2 separate regions of the Rattus norvegicus genome follow, and region 1 is linked to region 2. The links are chromatin contacts, called in public Hi-C maps. All regions are on one chromosome and are shown on one strand. Each heading gives the region's core, a stretch centred on a gene start, on an enhancer-like site or on the middle of the called end of the contact. The rest is flanking DNA. Distances are from core to core; before and after follow the strand shown.

Region 1 (3,221 bases), core at 42-2,541, 270 kb after region 2:
ACAGCCGTGGCCCCAGTGATGAAGCCAAGCTCCAGCTGCCGGGGTTGGCCAAGCCCGTCCTCCCCCTTACCCTCCTCAATGCCCCCGTGGCCCTGGCGACTCCGAATTTTTCAGAACATACCGTCTTTATCCTCTATTCTCGGTGTTGTCAAGTCTGGTACCAACAAGGAGGGAAAGTGGGCACCTTATCTCTCCTACGCACGCAACCTCTTCCTCCAGCTCCCACACGCCCGGCGTTATGTAAACGCACCTTCAGCCCCCACCACAGCCTTAGCGAGAGGCCCAGGGGCCCTGGGGCTTGGCAAAGATCGATGTCTGAGGATAGGGGGGCACCGGGTGGCTAAAGAGCCTCAGGCCCAGAAGGAGCGAAACAAGGCAGTTGTACAGCATAAAATGAGGCAGCCGAGCAAAGGTCAGACGGCCTGGAACCTCCTCGCCAAGGAGAGGGAGCAGAAAACCTCAGTCCTTGGCCGGCCCCACGCTGACCATCCAGTAGGAAAGCATAAGGATAGGAAACCTTGTCCACCACGGCTCGGAACCAAGAAAGAAAAAGCTACGTCGAGCATAGGCCGCTGAGGCGGGCTGGGAAGACCCACGAGAGAGCTGGCACCGTGGGCACGAAGCCCGGGGGTGGGCGAGTCGCCCAAACCTAGGGCGCCCCCCAGTCCCAAGCGGTCGCTCCAGAGCGAGCCCGGGGCTGCGGGTTCCAGCGCTCAAGGAGAGTGGTGGTAGAAGAGGCCAGGCCAGAGGCAAACTCCCCTGACACGCACAGGGCTTCCAGAGTCGCACAGGGCGCGGAAGCCGGGCTTGGCAATGCCCGGGGTCGAAAACGGCAGTGCCAGGCTGTGAACACCCCCAGCTCCGTGCCGGCCGGGCGCGCCTGGTAGCTGCGGTGTACCGCAAGGGACCCGAGGAGGCGCACGCCGAGGGAAGGGACACCAAAGGGGATCGAAATAGTGCACCATTGGCCCCAGCCCGAGGGGAGCCGCGTCACGGCATCGAGGGGGTACTTTTGGTTCCCCAAACCGGTTGTGGACTTACTTTGAGGAGCTGCAGAGTCACAAGCATCGCTCCACGTCTGTGTAAATCCCCGAACCAGAGTGGGTCAGTCGCCGTTGTACTCACAGACGCCAAGTCAGAGGAGCCGGTAAGGCTCTCTGAGTCCTGCAGCGCCAGCTCCGCGCTGTCAGCTCAGCTCGCTGCCTCGGCGGCGATGTTGCAACCCTTGCCTGGGAAAATGGCTTTTTTATGAATGGGAGGGCAGCGAGCTCCAGTGCGCACGCGCGCCGCTCGCGATTCTATGAATGGGTGGGCACAAGCGACCCCGTACGCGCATGCGCTAGGCTCCTTTTTTTATGAATGGGGGGCCGGAAAAGAGCTTAACCCGTGATTGCTGGGGCCGGCTGTTGCTCCTCCTGGGGCCGACGTTCTTTTACAAAGAGGGGTGGAGGTTGTTGTTCCTTTTTTTTTTTTCCTTTGTAATGAATGGAGGGCGGCGGCGACTGCAGCAGCTGGTTTAGCTGCGTGGGTTGTACCCTCCTCCCAGCCTGCGAGAGGAGGTAAAGGCCACCTTCACGCCACTGCGGGCTTGGGCAGGAACCGTCAGTGTGACTAGAGGGTGGGGGGCGCTGCGGCCTCCAGATCTTGGGCTCAGCGCAGGGTGGGGGAGGACACACCTCGATTTGCGTATCTCTTGTCACCTCAGGCGATGGGGAGGGGGAGCGAGAGGACCCCTACTGGGGAACCTTCTCTTTTCAAGATCTGTGGCGCCTGGGGACGTCGGGGGCAGGGACCTTCCAGCCGCGTTTGCCAAAAATTAAGAAAATGTCCTTTGTCTATTTCAAAGAAGGGCAGGGTGGGGGTTGCTGAGTGAATCTGGCTCCCTTTCTAAGTGCAGACCACTCCTCCTCCCATTTCTTGGGTGTGGACAGTATCTGGGCCGAGGCCTCTTCCGGCTCTAGTACCCCCCGGGGCGATTCTGTCCACTCAGCCAGAGGCCTGGCCCTCACCTCTCAGCGCCCCGCCTCTCCCCCCGCCCCAGTGTAATGTCCGCAATGCCCGGAGCTTCCGCCCGCTCTCTGCTGCCCTGGCTAGGTGCCCCCTTCACTACTCGCGTCCTAGTCTTCCAGTCTTTCCAGGCCTTTGTATTCCTGTGACCCTCTCCCCTTTGTTATAGAAGGCTGTTTCCCCTAATGCTCTCCCCACCTCGCTCGGCTAAAGGAATAGGGAGAATTGGCCAGGTGGATGGGTGGAGCAGGCCGCGGCAGGATGCTGCCCGGGTGGCCACGGTATTAAATAACAGGGCTCTTGAGCCACAGAGGGAATGGAAATGGCCGGAGAGCCTTTCTTTGCTGGGGGATAGGGCGGGGGTGGCAGCCCAAGCCGGTGAAAAGAAAAGCCCCTCTATTAGGCCTGACTCCTGTAGTCAGGCGCTCCAGCATCAGGCCCAGCGCCGTCCAGTAACCGGGAAGCCTGGGGTAGAGGTGGCTTTGATGCAGTTTAAGAGCTTGTTCTCAGTCTGAATCCCCGGCAAGATATCTCTTGCTGGTGTTTGGCCTTCATGGGTTATAAGACTTTTCCTCCTACGCCACCATAACACTGCGCTTGACTGTTGTCACAGGAACCAATTGAAAGACTCAGACCACTGGTGAGGTCTGGCCTGGGGCTGGGGCTTGGGCTCCATCACAAGCTGTTCAGACCAGAACCCAAGGTCACTGTGTCCTAGCTGTCCTAGCGTAAAATGCCTTCGCAACCCCCAGACTCACGTCTTAGTGATTACTTACTCAGTTCCTGGGACCAGAAGAGACTCTCCCACGGAGCCTCAGCTTCCTTCCTGGGATAGAACCTCCATCCAGAGCCAGGGGTGGAGAGTGGGAGGGCGGACTTTCGGACTTCCTTCTGTACTTCTTTCTATTCCCATTTGTCAGATCTGGAAATTGAGGCCCAAAGTCCCGCATCTGGTGACCAGAAGGGCAAGTAAATGTGCTGAATTTCAGGGCTTGCAACCCAGTTCTCTCTACATTGAGGCTAAACCCCTCCCCACCATCAGGGTCCGAGAAACCTATTTCTTGTCATTTAAGCAGTTAAATAATAACATTTTTTTTCCAGCTGGTTTTACCCATGGCCCTTGTTCAGTTTCAAGGATGAGAATGAATAACTCCTTTTGTAAACTGTGGAGGAAGGAGAAGGGATGCTTCCTGATCCTTCTTTTTAAATGTAGC
Region 2 (3,244 bases), core at 366-2,865:
AAACTTCAGTGTCTACAAAGAAAGTTTTTAAACGTCTAGCCACACGCATCCACATATATATCCACCAGTGGCTGTTTTCCTACCTACAGTGGCAAAATGAGCAGCTGTAATAGTGACACCTGAAATATTTACTGCAGAAGTCTGAAGGCCTCTTTACGGTGGATGGGTCGGACAAACCACCAAGGCACTGGATCAAAATATCTTCCTGTAAAGGTAACATTCAGACTCTTTTCCAGAAGACAATTGGACTTTATAATCAACTAAGCTTTATAGAAAAGTATTTGAATGATTAACTTCTCAGTTCTCCTATGAGTAGGGCTCAGCTAGTACCCTCTACCAGTAGAGAACGGGACTGAGTTAGGATTTAACTTCTGCTTCCTGTTTATGGTTAAACCTCTGTTTTTCAAGGACTGAGCTATGCCTCACCTGTAACTTTAACTAGGACTGGTTCTTTACTGCCTGTTCCAGGAACGGCAATCGTGCCTTTATTTCAAAAAGTTATTTATTACCATCTTGCACCCCTTTCTTTGTTTCAAAAGGTTATACGAACCCCGTGCCCATTGTCTTAGTTGTGATTACCTTGCTTTGGTTCTTTTTTTTTTTTTTTTTTTTTTTTTGGAGCTGGGGACCGAACCCAGGGCCTTGTGCTTCCTAGGCCAGCGCTCTAACCACTGAGCTAAATCCCCAACCCGTGATTACCCTGCTTTGTTATTACCTGTTATGTGCTTACTTTCCCCCAATTGGAAACCCGCTACCCACCACCCCCTCTTTCCCACTGCATACCGGTGGGGAGCCCCAGGGTGAAGTACTTGTCAGGTCCTGGGTTAAACTGGATGATGCGGTTCCTAATATACTTGGCCGCCCACTCACTGGCCTGTGAATAGTGTTCCAGAATAATGAGCTTCATCTCGACCTGCAGCGTGGACATAACAAATTGAATTAAGGGGAGGGCAGGGACAGAGAAGACTGGGGAGGAGGACAGAGTCCTTTCAGCCAAGCAACAGCCTTCTCCTCCCTCATAGGTGAACAGGTTGGGCGGCTTGTCTTCGCCAACCACCAGGAGGCGGTACTGAGGGGTCAGTCCTTGTCTGGAGAGGACCTTACAAAACACCAGAATTTTCTTGGCCCGTTCCTTCCAGTGTAAAATTGCACTCGTCAGTACCTGCCTCCTCGATTTCACGACAGCACGTGAACTACATAGCATACAGTCGGCGGGCCACTGTCACCAACAGCTGGGCCTGCTCCTGCCCACATCCTCACCTAGGGCAGGTCCCCTGCCTCCAGCTCCCTTCGAGTACCAGAGGTGCCGCGGAGTCACCGTAGGGCACTTGGAGAAGGTGGCGAGGCATGGAGAGGGGCGGGGTACTTCCTGCCCTCCCAGCTTGCTCCCAGGGTCCTTAGTTTCCCCTAAAGCACCGAGGGATACAGGTAACCCTGCGCAGGGAGGGCTAACGGCTCGCCGTCGTCCGCGTAGCCTGGCGTCCCCCACCCAGACTGCGCTCACGTCGCCCCTCGGGCCACCAGTGACCCAGGTCCGGGGGTCCGGAAATCCCGAAGGGTCGCTCCCACTTACTCGTAGGCTTTCCGCAGCTGCAGCGGCGACAGCACTGGCAGCCGGGCCGTGCACGTCACGTGGTCACAGGTCACGAGGTGCGCGCGCACTGCCAGCTGACTCAGGGCCGTCCTTTACTGCCAGGCAGCTCTGCCTGAGGCCCCAAGGTGTGACCTTCTGATCTGGGTGTGTCACTTAGATGTAAAGTGCAAAGTGGACTGCTGACTGTGCAGCCACAGCCCCTCTCAGCCCGGCGTGGGGTGCACACTGACACAGCAGTAGCACTAAGCCCTGGACAAGATGCCGGGGTGTAGGCCTTACGAGAGGATGCATTGTTTGAGCACTGGCTGTGTGCACTGGCGCCTTGAACACAGCTAAATCTGTAGCTAAATCTGGCTATTTCGGTCCCCAGCCCCTCCCTCCAGAATTCGGACCTTGAAAAGGAGACTTTAAAAAAGTATGGTTGTAAGGGGTTGGGGATTTAGCTCAGTGGTAGAGCGCTTGCCTAGGAAGCACAAGGCCCTGGGTTCGATCCCCAGCTCCGAAAAAAAAGAACCAAAAAAAAAAAAAAAAAGTATGGTTGTGCAGACTCCTGATTGTATGTCAGAGCAGAGATAAGACAGCAGTCCGTCAAGGGACTCCCTATGCTCAAGTCACAAAGCTGGGCAAAAGGCGCAACTACTGCTTAATTATCTCGTTTGTGATGTCTCTCGGAGGGATCTACTGTTCTCTTGCAGAAAGTTAGGTTGGTTACTTATGTCGAAATTACTGGGTGTCGGGGTTGGGGATTTAGCTCAGTGGTAGAGAGCTTGCCTAGGAAGCACAAGGCCCTGGGTTCGGTCCCCAGCTCCGAAAAAAAGAACAACAACAACAAAAAAAAAAAAAAAAGAAAAAAGAAATTACTGGGTGTCAGCCAGCCAGAGCGGAAGTCAGAACAAGGAGAGAAAAGAAGGCCCTTGTCATTCTTGGGTCCACCCTACTTCCTGTCTATGTTTTCACTTTGTAGTATCCAAACAAGACATAGTCTTTTAAAAAGACTTAAATGTATGTGCGTGTTTCTCTGTGTGTAAGTCTCATGTATGGAGGTGCCCAAGTTGGCCAGAAAGTGGCATTGAATCCCCAGGTGCTAAAGTTGTGGAGTTCCCTGACTTGGGTGCTAGGAACTGAATTCAGATCCTCCACAAGAGAAGCAAACACTTAACTGCCAAGCCACCTCTCCAGTTGTCTACCTTGGGGTATCTCAAACTCTGAGGGCATTTAGGAAATGCCCATGCTTAAGTCAGGGAGAAGAACTTATGTGGTCAGCCCTTCTATTATATTGGGCTTTGCCAAGAGCTTTGGTACCCATGTGTCTTAGTTAGGGTTCATATTGCAGTGATGAAACATAACCAAAAGCAACTTGAGGAGAAAAGGGGTTTTTGGCTTATACTTACTGTTTGTCATTGGAGGAAGTCAGGATGAGAACTCAAACAGGGCAGGAACCTGGAGGCAGGAGCCGATGCAAAGGCCGTGAGAGTGTATGTATGTGCACGCCTGCGCTGCTTACTGGCTTGTTCTCTGTGCTTGCTCAGCCTGTGTTCTTATAGAACCCAGGACCGCAAGCCCAGGTGTGGTTCTACCCACAATGGGCTGGGTCCTCCCTCATCTAATTAAGAAGATGCTCTCCAGGCTTTTGTGCAGCCTGGTCTTATG

What was found. Hi-C and Micro-C count contacts between places; a contact is called where the count stands out from the background.
Region 1: a Hi-C map of mammary epithelial cells shows a contact between it and region 2, with 2.2 times the contacts expected there. The contact joins the promoter of Spry4 here to the promoter of Gnpda1 in region 2. A contact is called at or near these places in 2 of 12 Hi-C or Micro-C datasets (the Rat2 cell line and mammary epithelial cells).

The regions. Positions count from the first base shown.
Region 1 is chr18:30,701,255-30,704,475 of GRCr8, forward strand. It overlaps Spry4 (sprouty RTK signaling antagonist 4), which reads right to left and starts at 1,292. Exons shown (of 2, transcript NM_001106150.1): 1 at 1,042-1,292. It also overlaps a transcript of Arhgap26 not described here.
Region 2 is chr18:30,427,015-30,430,258 of GRCr8, forward strand. Gnpda1 (glucosamine-6-phosphate deaminase 1) reads right to left here and starts at 1,616. Exons shown (of 7, transcript NM_001134995.1): 1 at 1,574-1,616; 2 at 784-913. The coding sequence starts at 907.